2 separate regions of the Mus musculus genome follow, and region 2 is linked to region 1. Evidence: chromatin contacts called from public HiChIP or PLAC-seq data. All regions are on one chromosome and are shown on one strand. The core of a region is the stretch at or near the end of the contact, and the rest is flanking DNA. Distances in the headings are between cores, read along the strand shown.

The links. HiChIP or PLAC-seq counts read pairs in DNA pulled down with a chosen protein or histone mark.
Region 2: a contact with region 1 is called in an H3K27ac HiChIP or PLAC-seq map of embryonic fibroblasts, with 23 read pairs. The contact joins the enhancer-like site here to the promoter of Clec3b in region 1. A contact is called at or near these places in 13 of 39 promoter capture datasets (the 3T3-L1 cell line, HPC-7-derived erythroid cells, cranial neural crest and 9 more), 1 of 15 datasets of contacts at CTCF or cohesin (CD8 T cells), 45 of 484 Hi-C or Micro-C datasets (8-cell embryo, the AML12 cell line, B cells and 27 more), 28 of 115 datasets of contacts at active chromatin or transcription factors (CD4 T cells, CD8 T cells, the NIH/3T3 cell line and 21 more) and 4 of 9 other capture datasets (adipose tissue, liver, macrophages and 1 more).

Annotation. Positions count from the first base shown.
Region 1 is chr9:123,149,281-123,152,394 of GRCm38.p6, reverse strand. Clec3b (C-type lectin domain family 3, member b) reads right to left here and starts at 1,449. Exons shown (of 3, transcript NM_011606.2): 1 at 1,243-1,449. The coding sequence starts at 1,351.
Region 2 is chr9:123,236,635-123,239,748 of GRCm38.p6, reverse strand. No RefSeq gene overlaps it. Among named protein-coding and RNA genes, the nearest start is that of Cdcp1, 22 kb to the right of the region's middle. Within about 2 kb of position 1,703, at least 112 of the 459 cell types and tissues checked have an H3K27ac peak or open chromatin away from gene starts, as enhancers often do. A contact at or near this core is called in 8-cell embryo, the AML12 cell line, the C2C12 cell line and 17 more, where this site is marked.

The sequences.
Region 1 (3,114 bases), core at 200-2,699:
TGGCCTGGAACCCCTAGGCTGGACTCAAACTCACAGATATCCACCTGCCTGCCTCCAGAGTCCTGAGTTTAAAGGTGTCCACCACCACACCCAGCGCTTTATCTTGTTCGTTTGTTTGTTTAAAGTTCTGAAGACAGAACCAGGAAGTCACACTATAGGCAGCTTGCACATTAGAGCACAGCAGGAAGGAAGCGGCTTAACTCTAATGCTGGAGTTTTGTTTTGTTACTTTTTTTTTTTTTTTTTTGAGATGGGTTCTGTAGCCTTGGTTGGTCTCAAATTTGCTATACAGTTGAAGATAACCTTAAATTATAATTCTCCTGCCTCCACTTCCAGAGTGCTGTGGTTAAAGTGTTTCCCTTCACTCTGGATTTTATGTAAATTCTGAATCAAACTCAGTTTCTTGCAGCCACTGGGCAAGCAAGCACCCTACCGCTGGATTCTGCCTGCTCTTTGCTGTAGCCTTGTGTTCCAAGATGCTGATTTGTATAGTTCACTGTGGAGGCTCAGAGGGCCTGTAAATTTCTTCACACCCTCCCCTCTCTTTGGCTGGGTTCTAGGGCCCCATCTCTCTGACTCTTCCTGCCATCCTCCAAAGTCCTGTAGGGTGACAGCCTCAGTCATTACCAGAACGTTCCCCACCCATCCCAGGATGACCTCACTGCTGACAGGACTATGGAGGTAGGTCTTGCAGCCTCAACTTTTCAGAGGAGAGCAGAGATGCTCTGAGCTCATCTGAGGGAACAAGGCTGACACCCCATGGAAGTAAAAGTCCATCTCCCCCCATTCCCCCTCTGAGTTTGTCTCTGGAGGACTTTAAATATATTATTAAATGTTGTCTGCAAGTCTTTGAGCAAATTCCACCCTCCTGGGCTCACAGTTGAGGAAACCCAGTCTGGTGCTCCCTGTTGGGAACTGTCCATCTCCAAGCCGGAGGTTTGATTTCTCTAACGTGTTGGGTGCCAGAGGAGGAGCAGATGTTAGTTTACAAAACCTAGTAAGATTATTCTCTGTTCTAAGAGTCAGGGACTCGAATCTCTGACAGCCATCCTTGCTATGAGAAATCCCCAAGCTCCAGGGGTCTCTCACCAAAGGTCCCAGAAGGACTCACCAACATCAGATATGGAGGGAGGATCATGAGGTAACCAGGAGGGTAGCTGCCCCCAGACTGTGACTGCTCCCCAGAAGATAAAGGAAAAAGCTGCTCCTAGGGCATTGGGAGGGACAGCTGCCCCCTTCTTACCTTTCTTGGCATTTGCAGCCTTCTTGGCCTTGGGAGTGGGTGACTCTGCAATGACCTGGGACAGGAAGGAGAAGAGGCAGAAGAGCAGGTAGGTGCCCCAAAATCCCATACTGCTGCTGCTGCCTGGGTCAGAAAGCAGTGGCCACTGCAGCCTGGGCTACACGTCTTAAGGCTGTGGACACAAGGACCTCAGCCTGGGAAACCCTCCCAAAACTTGGCTGAAGACATGTAAAAAAGAAAGAGAGAGAGAAAAAAAAAGTGAAGCAAGCCTGCCAAAGGAGAAAGGCTTGGGAGCCATAGCTACACTGCTGTGGACAAACACCCAGCAGCCTGGCCAGGCTCCGAGAAAGTCAGCATTTCAAAGGATTCTGACAGATAGCCAAAAGCTGTCATTGTTCAATCCATCCAGTGATCATCTCTCGCAGGAGCCAGATTGGGCCTAACATTGGCTTAATGAGTCTCTGCACCCACAGAATTGCCCTTTCCCATTTTGTTGAGGGAACTGGGGGTCCTTCCTCACATTTTTTCCCTCAAAAATCTGTCCTGAAGCCATAAGAGAGACAGAGCAAAAGAGGGGACCAGAGCAGAGAAGGGACCCAAAAGGCCTTAGAGCAGAGGTGCCAGAGAGGGAACCAGGGTGATGTCTCCTGGATGTGCAGTGAGGGGTATCAAAGCTCTGCAGGACAGAGGGAGGCATAGCCAGGAAAGTGGAGGTCCTGCAACAGTGCTGGATTCCAAGCATGGGAAGGAGGAACCCTGTAAGCAGGGGAGTGATGGCCAAGACCACAGGAACACCGATGGCATAAGCAGACCCTAGTAAAACAGTGGGCTTAAAAGCAGGGTTATCGGTGGGCCCCTGTGAATGTGAACATATCCAGAGAAATCCATATGTGTAGTCAACATAAGAATGCAGAAACATCTGACTCCCAGCTGTCCCTGAAAGGATCTTACTGCTACAAGCCATCCAAAGCCTTGAGTCCTCCTGGCATGTAAGTACAGAATGCAACATTCTACTCAAGGATTCAGAGCATGGCAGAGAGATGCTGGGTCCAAGGCTGGGGCAGGAAATGAACCCAAATTGTGAGAGACCAAACTGTGGGAAACTAAGTCCCGCCAGTAACTCTCACCCTAAAGATCCACTGACCCTTTGAAGGGAATTATGTCACCCCCTCCTTCATTGCCTCCACCTGGCACCTGAGACTGCCAGCTTCACTCCCTCCTTCACTTGGCACCTAGAACTGCTTAGATTAAGGCAGCTTCACCTTCTCCTCCATGTCTCCGTTTGGTGCCCAGGACTGTTTTAGGGCTGACATTCCAAGATAAGCTGCAAGAAGCCTGTAATCAGCATCCGCCCCAGATGTCCATCCCTTTCTCTGTATTTTATTATGCCCCTTCCTATTTTCTCTCACTGTGTGCTTATAATCAGGCTCCTAGCCTTCATTAAACAGACCTTGACAACTCTTTGCTTGGTCTTGCTTCCCTTTCTCCGCTCATTTCGTCTTTCAGGCCCTGGTCCTTCTCGACCCATGGAATAACTAAGTCCTGCTGGACGGGACACCAAATGTGTCTCACTGCCAGGAATCAAGCATACTTAAGAATGCTTAGGACCCATCAGTGGGAACAGCCAGCCTGAAGGAGTTCCTAAGGTGTGAACTCACCAGTGTTGGAGATTCTGCAGAATGGGAGCTCTCACACTACCATCAGCACCAGGCTGGAGGAGATGAACACATAATATAGCTCCACATATAATTCTGGAAAGGACCCTTGGATACAATTGATGGGATGTAAGGCACACAGGGCAGAGCTACGTCCTGTCCCAGTTCCAGTGGGGATGCTACAATGTATGACCACGTCTTCACCTTTAGGCAGCAA
Region 2 (3,114 bases), core at 454-2,953, 87 kb before region 1:
AAAAGTATCTCAAGACCTAACCACACAGCACTTCATTCCTTAGAAATAGCTGTATAAGGAAGGAGCCCAAGAAGCCCCCTCTCCATACCAGACATTGAGACCAACGAGTATCCCTACCAGGAGTCACAAGATAGGGTTCACAGATACCGGGGCCACCTGTGATGTGGGCCATCTTTTATTCATGTTAAATGAAATAAGCTAGGCTCAGAAAGACAAATTCTGCATGTTTTTCTCTCATATGCAGGATTTATATTGTGTTTGTGTGTGTGTGTGTGTGTGTGTGTGTGTGTGTGTGTGTGTGTGTGTGTGTTTACCATAAAACTAAAAAGGGGACCATGAGACGGAATGAACAGATCTTAGAAGGAGAAGAAAGGAAAGGGTAACGAAACTCATGTGATATGGCTGCCAAAGGCGCCCAGTGAGGGAAAGACAAGAAAAATGGTGGAGGATGGCCAGGGAATGCACTTAAGTCAGACACCAGGCTCAGGGATGTGTCTGGCGGAGGGGGAGGGGGAGGGGGAGGGAGAGAGACTGGGAGAGAGAGAGAGAGAGAGAGAGAGAGAGAGAGAGAGAGAGAGAGAGAGAGAGATATTCCCCTGGGAGCAGCCATGAACCCAACCTCTTTCCCATACTGGCTGACATCACATTTCCCGACACTCACGGAGATGCATATTTCCTCATTACAGTTTAAGAATATATCTACATTATTAAAACAAAAGGCTCATTTGAGAAGCCTGTAGTTGAGCTATCAGAAAGGGAGTGTGTCCCCTGTACAAGCCAGATCCAGGAAGCAGTTCCCCAAGCAAACAAAACAATGAAAAACTGACTCTCTTCCACCCATATAGTAGAATAGAAAACAGAATGTCCTGGCCTGTGTTAGCTGCCTGAGCAGACACACACCAGCCTGCCTTCATTTGCATGGAGGGAACTGTACTGGAAATGCATGGCCAGCATCTTACCCTAACCCCGGGAGGCTCCCTCCACAGCGGAGAGCCCACATCGCTGTATTCTTCTATTATTTTCTGCTGCTCTCTTCAGTGTACTAAATAAACTTGTCCTTCTCCCAACTTGGATCTAAACAGTACATTCTTTCACTGACCCAGGAAGTTCCCCAACCCAGATTGGTAATTCAGCTTTTTTTTTTTTTTTTTCCTGCTGCAATTCTTTAAAAAAAACCTGATGAGCCTCAGCCTAGAAGAGAGTTTGCCTGGGGTCCTCTCTCCTGCTATAACTGCCAAGTTTCTTTGTGTTCCCATGTATTTCTTCCCCATAAACAAGAACAATACTTAGGTGCTACTGTGGACATGGGCCAATTTGTGAGCTGAACTAACCAGGGCTATAGGGCTTGACAGTAATTACAGCCCTCAGAGTTACTTCTGCAGGGACTCACCCACCACAGGTCTCTGTTGGTTTGTTTGTTTTGTTTTGTTTGTTTGTTTGTTTGTTTGTTTTAAAAACAGAAGGCAGATTATATCTGCCTTCCAGGGACGGGCAGTCTGGAAACATGTCTGCATTGTGGGGTAGGGGTTCTTTAATTCTAGCATGTTCTGAAATAATAGCTTTTAAAGAGTACTTTTGACTTAGTTTCCTAAAGACAAGCCTCCTTATCCACCATCCTCCCCACCCCCACCCCCACCCCCACCCCATACACAATAGAATCTCAAGTTCCTGATCTTCATTTCCTGGAGGCAGATGAAAGCTGGGAGGCTGGCCAGGGACCTGCCCACAACATCCAGAGCTTGCCCCTCTTGCCTGTTCCCACAGGCTTTCCACTAAGCTGCATTTTTCTTTCTAGTTCCCTCAGCCTCTGTGGCAAACCCCCACCCTGAGAGAAACTGAGCCGGGTGAGTCTGCACATTGCCCCCTGCTGACTCACCTGCCAGCCTGTGCTCAGTCAGCACCCACCCCAGCACCCAGGGCGGGTGTCTGTCCCTCACATTTGCATTTCTCTCTACCACATCTACTGGGCCAACTCCTTTAAGGGTAGCTCTAGCTTCACTGCCCACAAGCCCACAGCTTGTATGGCCCCGCAAAAGTGCAGAAACTAAAATTGCTCTTGGGCCAGGTAAAGAATTCTTCAGGCAGCCACATGGAGCTGTGTGTCTCTACCCAGCATCCTTAGAAACTGGGTCTCTAGAAGGGGAAAGCAGGAATCTGCATGTCCCCTTGTGTTCCCATGGACCTTTGAATGCCCTAGAATCAGGGAATTGGTTTAGATTTCCCCCACACTTGAGAACTACATTCCAAGTCAGAGCCTACAAAAAGTAACTTCTCTTTCCCTTCCTGGTGTGAGTCTGAGCAGCCAAGGAGGAGGCCTCTCCTAGGGTCATGCCAACCCCATGACACTCAGTGTTTGCAAGTTGGGCATGCCCATACCCTACTCTCAACTCATGTCTGTCCATGACCCTGAAGACCAGCATGCCAAGGAAAGATGAGACAAACAAAGATATAATTAGGAAAAAGGTATGGGTGTCATCAAGCCAAGCCAAGAAGGAGCAAGGTCCTAAGTATGACTCTGACCCATCCAGGGTTACTAGATTTAACAAACGTGCAGCCCAGATGCCCACATAAAAATGAGCCTCAGATATGCAATGGCTTTTATGCACACACACAGTTTGGGACATATGTAATTACTGCAAAGATTGTTTATGGCTTCAGTCTGTCTGCTGTGTGGTAGCCCTGACTTCAAGAGTAGGCAAGACAGTGCTGACCAGAAAGCTCAGGAAAGCCACCAGGTTGTAAAGAAAGACAGGAAACAAACAAACAAACAAACAAAAACCACACTATCAGGCTAATGAGATAATGCAATGTAAGGAATTAAAATTCCACCCAGGAGTCTTATGCTAGGGGAAGGAGGAACTTGCCTCTCAGGAGGAGATTTCATAGTTTTGACAGCTGGTCAGACAGTGATGGGCAAGACCATACCTTAAGTGGAACTGTTTAGCTGTGTGGTCTCTGACCCTCTATTTAAACCTAAACTTCACATCAGGATTCTGAAGATGGTCTTGGTTGAAGGGGTTGTGTGGTCAGCAGCCTGCTTGCTCTTTTCCATGTAGCCACACTGAATAAATCTTCCCCTGCTTCTATTACTTGCCTCTTTCATTGGCATTGGTG